Regions from separate parts of the Mus musculus genome. Here all the other regions are linked to region 1. The links are chromatin contacts, called in public HiChIP or PLAC-seq maps. All regions are on one chromosome and are shown on one strand. The core of a region is the stretch at or near the end of the contact, and the rest is flanking DNA. Distances in the headings are between cores, read along the strand shown.

Region 1 (3,409 bases), core at 496-2,995:
CAATTTTACCCAGTTCCAAGGTGGGGGCTGGTGTGGGGGAGGAGGAAGAAAGTAGAAAGGACTGCCGTTCTGCAATAAAATAAAATAAAATAAAATAAAACGATCTCTTTGTTTTCTGGGAGTTCTAGAACAAAGCTGTATGTTAGAGGAAGAACTGAGCTGCCTTCGAGCTAAAAGGCTTGGCATTAAACTTTGACACTTTAATGGCTTTTAGGATATTAGATACTATTTTACCATATAATGTTCTTTTCCGACACAATAATGGCATCAAACCCAGATACGATTTGCTATCCCTGCAACGTTCGTGGTAAGACTTATTCTGGTAGAGATAAGACATCAGGACCCCAGCATCGCAGTTAACTATTCCGAAGCAACCGCTACCTTCGGTTCGCATCCTCCAAGACTTAGGCTCCTACTGATTAGGTAAACAGCGCTGGGAACTGAGGGAGAGCCCCTGCTGGTGGTAAAAGGGGTCCTGGCTTCTAGAGAACGCAGGGAAGCCGAGAGTGTCGAGCAGGTCAAAGGACGGTCCAAGGGTGTAGGTATCAAGGCCAGAGCTGGGGATGAGGGATGGGATCAGAGAGGAGCTGGATCTTCGAATGCGAGATTAGAGTGATGCTCCACCTCGGGTAAGATAGTCAGCTCAGAGTCCCGAGATAGGAAGCCCTTTCTAAGGCATCCCACCTCTCTCCATCCTCCCCAGCCATTAAAAGACAGTGGGTGGGCTGCCGGAGGAGATAAGCGCAGGGGAAGACAGAGATTCAGTGGCTCCTACGGATTGGGGGAGGTGGGGACTCTGGGGGAAGGGGCCCCCAGAAGCCAAGGGACCTAGTTGAGGAAAAAACCCGGAAGCTGGATCGCAGTTTCGGAGCTCCGTCTTCCAGTGGGAGTAGACCGTCCGCTCTGGTCCTCTTTCTCACCCAGGCTCTGCTTCAGCCTCAAGGGAGGGTATTCTCCCAAGGGACATCCCATCCCCTTTACTATAACCAAATCTTTCCGCTCCTTCCGCAGTCCGGGCGGACTCTCCGCATCCTCACCTTCCTCATCAACATCCGGAGGCTTAGATGTCCCTTTAGTGGACGTTGAAAGCGGGGCTCTGAGCAAGAGTAAAATTAGAAAGGAGGTGCATCTATGCGTGTATATATGGACACAAAAATGTAGTTTCCTCTGGTGAGGGGGACCAGAGTCTTGCACAGGATTCTTGGATCCAGAATCCAAGCAAGATGATGTCAAACCGCTCAAATCGGGCCTCTTCACAGCTCTGGCTGCCCCATGACCGGTCAACCTAGGGGAGAGCCGCGTTCCCAACCGAAGGAAAAGCAGGGTAAACTTCCTACTTCCCCCCAAACCGTTATTTTGTAAAAGGAGTGGCACGGTGACCCACCCTGCTCGCAAACCGGAAGCAACAATTGCGAACTCAACCCGCCTCTCTTCACTCTCTTTCATCCAAATCTGGGGTAGCCGGAGTCCGGGAAAGAAGGGCGGGGAGCTCCAGCTAGCACCCTTTTCCCGAGACCCGGCCCGGGCTCCGGGCTCCGGGTGTTTCATCCGCCTGCGTTCCAATGAACCAAGGAGCGGAGGGAGGCGCTTGGTCGTAGGCGTAGCCTAGGCAGGGCGGGCACTAGAGACGCACATTCCTGGCGCTACCCATTGGCTGTCCATGCGATCACGGGGAGGAGGCGTGGCCCCGAGGCGGGCTCCGGTCCCGCCCCCGCTCGGAACCCAGCCCAGGATCGCGGTCCTTCCCCCTCGCCCCCCAGCTGCACAGACATGACACAGACACACAGTCACTGCAGCTGCCGAACGAGCCCGACGCTCTAAGCACGCGGCGGCGGCTGGACTAGCCTGGAGCTCCAACACCAGCGCCCGCCAGCGCGCTCCCACGCCGGTCCCCGCACAGCGATTCTCTCCCGGCCCCGCGCGGGAAGCGGGGATCGCGCGCCTGTCCGTTCGCGGCTCCAGGCTGCCCACAGCGTCTGCAGCGGACGAGCGGCTCCAAACCTGAGCGCTCCGGGAAGCCGGCGCGTCTCCAAGGTGGCGGCGGGGGCTGCCCGCCCGGGCTCCCCGCACCCATCGGGCTGCGTCCCGCTCGCGGCGCCCCGGCGGCCGTGACCTTCCAAGGAGCATCTATCCCGGCCCCGCGCCCCCGGTCCCGCGCCCCAGGCCCGGGCGAGGCCCTCTTCAGCGCCCGCTTCTCGCGGAGCCGCGGGCGGGCGGCGCAGGCCCGGGGGGTGGGGGGGAGGGTCACCGCAAGCAGCTACGGTCGGTCCCAGTGCTCGTTCGCCACGCTGGTCTCTCGGTCCGGCTGAGCTGCCTCCAGCCTCCTGCCTCCTGCCTCGCCTCTTCTCCGTGGCTGGGGCTGCCGGTGTACTTGCCTGGCCGGGCCGGTTGCGGGCAGGCCCTGCCCTGAAGGGGTTAAGCGGTCAGGGGCGCGGAAGGTGAAGCCGGCAGAGCTGCGGCTCCCCGTTTCTTCCTGGCGCTGGTTTCCCGGATCCAACCCAGGGCGGCCCCCAGGCCCTTGCCCATGCGAGGCGCCCAGGGCTTGGAAGAGTCCTTCTGGCGTAGAGCAGCTCTCGGCAGCCGCCTCGGAGGAGGAGAAAGAAGGGAGAGTGCTCAGTCCCGGCAAGGCGGACCTTTCCTATTGATATTTGGAGCCCAAGGCTGTCCCGAAGTCTGTGCTTGGCACCGTCGGTCGGTCGGGTTAGAACAGCTCCAGCTGGGATCTCCACCAGGACCCACTGCACTTAGTAGGCGTCAGTGGCACCACGCGGTTCAGCTCTTTCGGAGTGTACCTCTGCCTGGATGTAGTCAAGGCCAAGGTAAGAGCCCTGATGTGCGAGAGAACCATCGTGGGAACGCTTTAGTGAGCAATGCTGGACAACTTATCCAAACCTGTGGCTGGTACCCGGTGTGCTTAGGATGCTAGTAAAAAGGATGGGCACACCGTTTCTGACTTGGCTTTGAGTCCCGGAAAAGCAGGAGGTGGAAGACCCCAATCTCTAGTGTCCCCAGGATCTGTCTCAGGGCCTGACATGCTCTTAGGTGTACAAGATATTGATAGGCAAGAGCGAGTTGGTGTGTGTGTGTAGGGGGCAGGTTCTTAGTAACACCTGGAGGTATTGTTTTCCCGCCACCCTGGGACCCTTCCTGCTTTTCTTCGACGTTCACCTGCCTTTTATGATGGGATGCCCAGAGAACTTTCCAATAGGTTGAAAAGAGGCCGGGTTGGGTGTATGCATCCACATTTTCCAAAAGCTCTTTAGGATAAAGTGGTTGGATGGCATGGATACCCGTGAGGGGGAGTCCCAACCAACATACCTGGTCTGTCCTGTTACACTAAACTTCTTGTAGTCATCAGTGTCTACTCAGAGCTTCCTGTAAATGTCATTGCTTCTGGAGGTTGGAATGA
Region 2 (3,409 bases), core at 436-2,935, 430 kb after region 1:
TCAGGATCTGCAGGTCTGTTATGGTTCAGGAGCCTCAGATCTGATCCAGGTAGGGAGAGAGGTAGCATTGAATGGAGGTCCACCTGGGCTAGTAGGCTACTCAGGGCAGCTTGGTGTGCCCAGAGGGCTCAGAGAGCAAGGAAGATGAATGGGCTAAAGGACTCAAGCTTTAGCAGGTCTTATGAAGGGAGGAGGAAAGGCGGTAGGAGAATTTAATAGCAAGCTGTTCAGGATAGCTTGGTTTGCCCTAGAGGACTCAACAAACAGGGCGAAGGGAAGCTTACCTGTATGGTTCAAATGTCTGCTGAAAGTAGGCTAAGAGGTAGGGGAAAGAATGGAGAATCAATTTCTTCATTCTTTACATTTGAAAAAAAAACTCCATCTTGTCTATATACCACATTTTCTTTGTATATTCATCTCTTGGTGGACATACAGGCTGATTTAATCATAGAGTAATTGTGAGTAGTGCTGTAAACATGGATATTCAGGTATTTCTCTGGTTTGCTCTCTACATGTCTTCTCTCATATGTGAAACCAAGGTTGGATGGATAGATAATGTCTCAGTTAGGGTTTTACTGCTGTGTACAGATACCATGGCCAAGACAGCTCTTAAAAGGACAACATTTAGTTGGGGCTGGCTTACAGGTTCAGAGGTTCAGTCCATTATTACCAAGGCTGGAGCATTGCAGTGTCCAGGCAGGCATGGTACAGGAAGAGCTGATAGTTCTATGTCTTCATCTGATGTCTGCTACCAGAATACTGGCTTCCAGGCAGCTAGGATGAGGGTCTTAAATATCACACCCACAGTGACACACCTATTCTAACAAGGCCACACCTCTAATAGTGCCACTCCCTGTGCCGAGCATATACAGACCATCACAGACACAGATAGATAGATAGATAGATAGATAGATAGATAGATAGATAGATAGATAGATAGATAGATAGGATGAGCAAGATAGAGAATGAAAAAGGAAGTGAGCCCTGTGGAAAAAAGAAAAAAATGAGCAAAGATGAAAAAGAGGGACAGGAGAGGGTAGTAGAGGGTGAATGAATATGGTCAACATACATGATATACTTTTATTAAAATATCTTTATGAAACTTTTCACTTTCTACAACAAATCTGTGATAATAACATTAATTCATTAATTAATTAGTGCATATATCCATCCCTCTGTCTTTGCCATAGTCATGTTTCCTTCCTTACAGAACAGTTGCTTAGCCTCACCTTCCTGTGTGCTATAAGTAGCAGAATAACTCTCTGATCCTCCTTCCTCACTTCCCTCTCACCCCCTAACCTAACATCAGGAATTCTGCAGGGGCCAGTAAGTGAAGAGGGAGACAAGGGAGTTTCTGGCCTGGAGCCATCCATCTGCTGGCTGACACCAACAGCAAAGCTCCATCAGTATAGCAAGCTTGTTTGCTCTTGTCTGGTTGTTAATGTTGATATATGAATAAGCAAGAAGACAGCTTCATTTCCATAAGTTAGAGTATGCGTAGAGTACAGAAGACTGAGAACAGCAAAGTTAATCATAACCACAGGGCTAGCAAAAAACAATGGCAAAGCCTTTCTGTTAGTCACAGTGCTTTATGTTAATTTCTTTGGAGATGAAGCAGGCACTGCAGAATTCTGAGTGTGTCAAGAGAGCTGTATAAGCCTACGGCATTCCCCAGAGGACTCCCAGGGAATTCACTTCTTGATGGCATGGCAGACCATTGAGCTATTTATATAAACAAGGTCAGCTCTTTGGACTGAGACATCTGGAGGCCAGGGTGTTGTTGCCATTCAGTCCTGAGCTGGGATGCATGGCTCACTTACCCAGACTCCAGGCAGCAGAAGGAACTTCTGTTCTAGATGGATGTTAATGAACAGTACTTAGCAGAAGAGTTACTGAGGAAGCTGGGATCTGTGAGGTTTGCATGTGAGGGGAGGGGGTGTTTGGGAGGGGTCATGATAGATAGATTCAGGGAAGAAATTGAGTGCCAGACAGGTCTCCCCAACACTTCACACAGAATCAATTACTCTATGCTCGGCATTCCTCCAACTTATCACAGCTTTTGTCACTAGAGTGCCACACTGCTTCATAACTGTTTATCTTTCTCCTTGTCTAACAGCCTCTGCATCAAGGACTGTGTTTTATTTATATTTAATTTCTTTGTATTTTGTGTGGTATCTGACACCAAGCAAATCCTTAACAAATAAAAGCCTGAGCCAGTGCTTCAGCAAACCAAGAGCCATAGCAGCTGGGGAAGGGAGGAAATGGAGGAGATTAACAGTCTGGACACATAGAGCAGCAGAGACCACCAGGGGGCTTTTATAATGATACCACCAGATGCCCAAGGGGATTTTTTGCTATCTATATATATGTGAATGTTTGCTTGTATGTATATATATATATGCACCATGTACATACAGTACTGGCAGAAACTGGAAGAAGACATTAGAACTCCTGGAACTGGAGTGACAGATGTTTGTGAGCCACCATGTGGGTGTTGGGATTTAACCACCAGCCATCTCTCTCAACCCTCTCTTGAGATTCTTCTGAGTGGTGTGATCTGAATTAACATGAATAATTCTGACATATTTACTTCATGACTCTTCACAGATGACTAAAGAAGGAAACACAGATAGGTTAAGAAACTTCCCTAGTCACACATCTGGGAAATAGAAAAAGCACAGTTTGAATCATTACAATATTTTCGTGTCTATTTTCTTCTCTTATCTGGGTTCAAGAAGTATAGTTCTTGAAGCTAGAGAGGTGGTTCAGTGACTAAGAGCATGAATTCTTTTTCCAGAGGACCTGTGTTTAATTCCCCATACCCACACAATAGCTCTCAGTCAACTATATCTCCAGTCTCCGGAAATATAACAGTTTTCTGGCCCCTGGGAGCATCAGGCATACATATATTATATCTACATACCATGTATACAGATAATTCTACAGACATGCATGTACACTAAAACACCCTTATATTTTAAAAAAGAAAATGCATTTAGTACTGGAGTACGTCACTGGATTCTGCTAGTTTGTGAGCTGGATGTAGACACTACCATATAAGCTAATTGTATCTCAGGCCCTGCAATGTCTTAGGCCCTGCAGATGAACCTAACATTTAACTAAGTCAGAGCCTAACCTACCAGGCATGTCAATAATTTGTCTTCAGTATACATACAAATTTTGTAGTGGGTGGTTTAGTAACTCAGATTACAAAGCCCTGGGATCAGAATTGATGCTCAGAAATGTTAATATCTAAGGGTGTAAGAGTGCACAGAAAGACTAACCACATATTCACTCATACCTCACATCCACATACCAACTTTCTCAGACATAAAAGAATGAAAGCAACATGTCACCTTTTGATGACACCTATTGATGAGGGTGCCAATGTGCATCCATAACGTTTTCT
Region 3 (3,409 bases), core at 577-3,076, 400 kb after region 1:
TTTCTTAAGCCTCAAGAACTTGCCCCAAACTGGACATAGTAATGCATGCCTTTAATCCCAGTATTTGGGAGACCAAGGCAGGCAGATACCTGATTTCAAAGCTATACTGGTTTGCAGAATGAGTTCCACAGGGCTACACAAAGAAGCTTTATTTGAGAGAGCAGAGACAGAGAGACAATGAGAGACAGAATGTGCCCCACTAAGTGGTATGCAGAGTTTCCTGTCTCCAAATTCAGATATTTTACCCCCAACTAACTGCCCCATTATGGGAGTACTGGAAGAGATAGAAAGAGATATTGCTTGAGAAGAGAGGACATGGAACCACAGGAAGGCCAGTTGCTACTTCCAGGAGCAGATAGATTTTCCTGGCTGCTGACTTCCACTCTGCTATCTTCATCAGTGACTTCTCCCTTGAACAGAATTGCTTTGAGATTGCAGATGAGCAAGCTGTGTTTTGGGTGCAGGAGCTTAGCTGGCTTGCTGACAGCTAAGTTTTCCCTTGGGGACATAAGACATCAACAAAGCCAGAGCACCCTGTGCATCTTACATGGTCTTTATTTTCCTGCTCTGTTCAATTGGTGTCCTCCTGTGAGCACAAGTGAATAACAAGAACGTTTCCCAAATAGTGATTACTTTAGACTGAAGGGATTTAGTCCTAACAGTGTCATTTTAGCTTGTCAGTAGGCAGGTGGAAGTGGATGTTGTGAAGTTTAAAGCTCTGGAATGGGGTACAAGATGACACTGTATCAAGTACATTGTAACTAAGCCACCTCTCTAGCTTTGTTGCCTTTTAGAGGACTAAAAGCAGCAGCCAGCAACACATGTCTTAGCAAAAGAGATTATTCCACTCCAGTGACCCTGAAGTTTCTCTGAAACCTGTGTGTTTGTGATATTGTGATCTTTGAGAAATCAGGCCATTTTTACCTCCACATCTAAAGTTGAGAAATAATTTGCAGAAAGCTATTAAGGCATTAGTTCAAATTGTGGGCTGATAGCATATCAGCCACACATTTCTACAAAGGAGTATGAATAGAGAAAAAAATTAATAGTACTTTTTAACCCTAAAAAGTGGCTGCCTTTTCCTTCTAACCTACTTTTCACTATTTGTCAAATATTTTCTAACTCTTTGCATGTACTTGGAAATATTTTTGTAGGGCTGGGATAAAAATAAGATACTATGGGTAAAATTTCAAACTTTTAAAGTTGAGTCTAATCATCTTGGTTTGCCTGGAACGTCCCCTATTGTACCATGAAAAGCCTTGTGACCAGGAATCTACTAGTTCCCAGAGAGGAATAGAGTTGGTCTTTTAACTATTCAAAAATAATTCTTCTAGGAACTTGGGAGATGAGTCAATCCAGGAAACCTGTCTTTGTCCTTAGTACCCAGAACCCACATGAAAAAAATACTAAGTCTGATAACACATATTTGTAATTTCAGCCCTGAAAACATGGAACTGAATCAAAATGAAATCCTGGGTTGTGTGGGGTTTTCCAGGAAGAGCAGAGACAAGGACTCAGAGAGAGCCCTGGTCTCTGTCTAGAGAAGTCCTCGTGGATGAGGTAGGACTCAGCAGAGCAGTGTTTTGGAAAAGTGAGAAAATTGTTCAGAGCCATTCTGGCAACAGCATATAATCCACAGACCTTCAATTATGCCAGCCTTATTGGGCCCATGAGTAATTTGTATGATTGTTGCCAGAGAGGAGAACTTAAAGCAGAAGAAGCAGCTTCTAAAGTATTACAGAGCCCTCTTCCTGTCCTTTTATATCCTAGTGCATGGGACAGAAAACAGACTACCCCTCTATTCCAATAAATATTCACTGGGAGGTTATGTGGGCAGGTTGAACCCAAGCCAGTGAGTCTAGGCTTGGAGCCATCAGTAAGAAAGGATCTAGTTTCCTTCCGTCCGTCCATTAATAATACTGTGCTTTCTAATTAATGAAACACAGCTCCTAGGACATGGAATAGCAGGAAGATTTATCACGCACTGATACAAATTGGAAGAAAAATATAAGTTAGAGTTAGATACCGAAGGAGACTCATACAAAAGAGATTTTCCTGAGACTTTTCAGGGGACAGATATGGGGAATGTAAGGGAGCCAACTGTGTAGTCCACAACGCCTGAGTTTGAGTCCCAGCTCTGCCTCCTGGTAGCTACATGACTTTAGACCAGCAGCTTATGCTTTCACCTTTAGTTTCCTCATCTGTCCAATAGGAACTAAGGTAGACATCTCAGACCTGCTTTAAAAAGTTGATAAAAGTATGCAACTATTTCCTGGAAGCATTCAATTAATATGATGGGTTTTTATCCTTTACTTTTTTTTATTAGCTATTATCTTCATTTACATTTCAAATGCTATCCCCAAAGCCCCCTATACCCTCCCCCCACCTTGCTCTCCAACCCATCCACTTGCAGTATCTGGCCCTGGCATTCCCCTGTACTGGGGCATATGATCTTCACAATGCCAAGGGCCTCTCCTCCCATTAATGGGCAACTAGGCCATCCTCTGCTACCTATGCAACTAGATTGACTAGGTTTTGACTCATCTTGGAATTCAAGAATGCAGAATATGCTACTTTCAAAATGTGACTGGTAAATATTGAGGTGTTTAGAGATTTTTTTATTGGTTGACTTTCAGTGACAGCCTACTAAAAATCTTGACTATTTAGGAGGTGAAAGTTTTCAGATGTGGTTTCCTTGGAATCTTCAACAAAGACATACACATTTAATGAAAGGGTTACAAAATAATAACAATAATAATAATGATGATGACGATGATACAGAGAATGGGATCTTGATATTAGGGCACTAACCAATATCACATTTTAGAAACTGTTTGATACCATTCAGTAGTACTAGTCCAGACATTGCCTGAAAGATACATGTGTTTTGTTTGTTTGCTCGTTTGTTTGTAGGTTTCTTCTACAGAATCTAGCAAGACTACCCATATAGGTGCACATGTAGATCACCCTTCAAAAAATAATGATAACAGGAGATACTAGAATCAGGAGCCCCTTTTCTGTCCAATAAAAGTTCAGCTTCACGGCCATGGACTGATGGACTTAAAGAGTTTAAACTTGAACCTTAAGTACTTATCTTACAGATGTGTTAGAGCCAAGAGCACTGTGCACCTTATAGCCTTCGACTCATGTAGCATTAAAATTATCCAGAGAGCAAATGTCAAGTAATGAAGTCTGGGTTACTCCCAATCTGTGTCATTAATTGCCTTTTGGAACCAGAACCTTTGCATCTGACAATAAAATTGATGAATGAAGTATTGCAAAGTTGCAAGTGCTATGCAGAATTCATTACAGGTGATGGTATGTTCCAGAGGACATAAAGACCTGGCCCTGTGTACTTTACTTTCCTGTAATATCAACCCATGAATTTCACCAATTCATGGTGAAATTC

Evidence for each region. HiChIP or PLAC-seq counts read pairs in DNA pulled down with a chosen protein or histone mark.
Region 2: an H3K4me3 HiChIP or PLAC-seq map of neural progenitor cells shows a contact between it and region 1, with 7 times the contacts expected there. The contact joins the enhancer-like site here to the promoter of Large1 in region 1. A contact is called at or near these places in 8 of 39 promoter capture datasets (the 3T3-L1 cell line, embryonic stem cells, hippocampal neurons and 2 more), 1 of 484 Hi-C or Micro-C datasets (nephron progenitors), 7 of 115 datasets of contacts at active chromatin or transcription factors (VIP interneurons, embryonic forebrain, embryonic stem cells and 3 more) and 1 of 9 other capture datasets (embryonic stem cells).
Region 3: an H3K4me3 HiChIP or PLAC-seq map of neural progenitor cells shows a contact between it and region 1, with 22 times the contacts expected there. The contact joins the enhancer-like site here to the promoter of Large1 in region 1. A contact is called at or near these places in 11 of 39 promoter capture datasets (the 3T3-L1 cell line, 3T3-L1-derived adipocytes, the HPC-7 cell line and 5 more), 2 of 484 Hi-C or Micro-C datasets (myocytes and nephron progenitors), 18 of 115 datasets of contacts at active chromatin or transcription factors (astrocytes, bone marrow-derived macrophages, embryonic forebrain and 9 more) and 1 of 9 other capture datasets (embryonic stem cells).

Annotation. Positions count from the first base shown.
Region 1 is chr8:73,351,876-73,355,284 of GRCm38.p6, reverse strand. Large1 (LARGE xylosyl- and glucuronyltransferase 1) reads left to right here and starts at 1,745. Exons shown (of 15, transcript NM_010687.2): 1 at 1,745-2,819.
Region 2 is chr8:72,917,742-72,921,150 of GRCm38.p6, reverse strand. All of the region lies in intron 6 of Large1 (LARGE xylosyl- and glucuronyltransferase 1), which reads left to right. Among named protein-coding and RNA genes, the nearest start is that of Mir28b, 97 kb to the left of the region's middle. Within about 2 kb of position 1,685, at least 18 of the 459 cell types and tissues checked have an H3K27ac peak or open chromatin away from gene starts, as enhancers often do. A contact at or near this core is called in VIP interneurons, neural progenitor cells and stem cell-derived neural progenitor cells, where this site is marked.
Region 3 is chr8:72,953,653-72,957,061 of GRCm38.p6, reverse strand. All of the region lies in intron 6 of Large1 (LARGE xylosyl- and glucuronyltransferase 1), which reads left to right. Among named protein-coding and RNA genes, the nearest start is that of Mir28b, 61 kb to the left of the region's middle. Within about 2 kb of position 1,826, at least 7 of the 459 cell types and tissues checked have an H3K27ac peak or open chromatin away from gene starts, as enhancers often do. A contact at or near this core is called in neural progenitor cells, where this site is marked.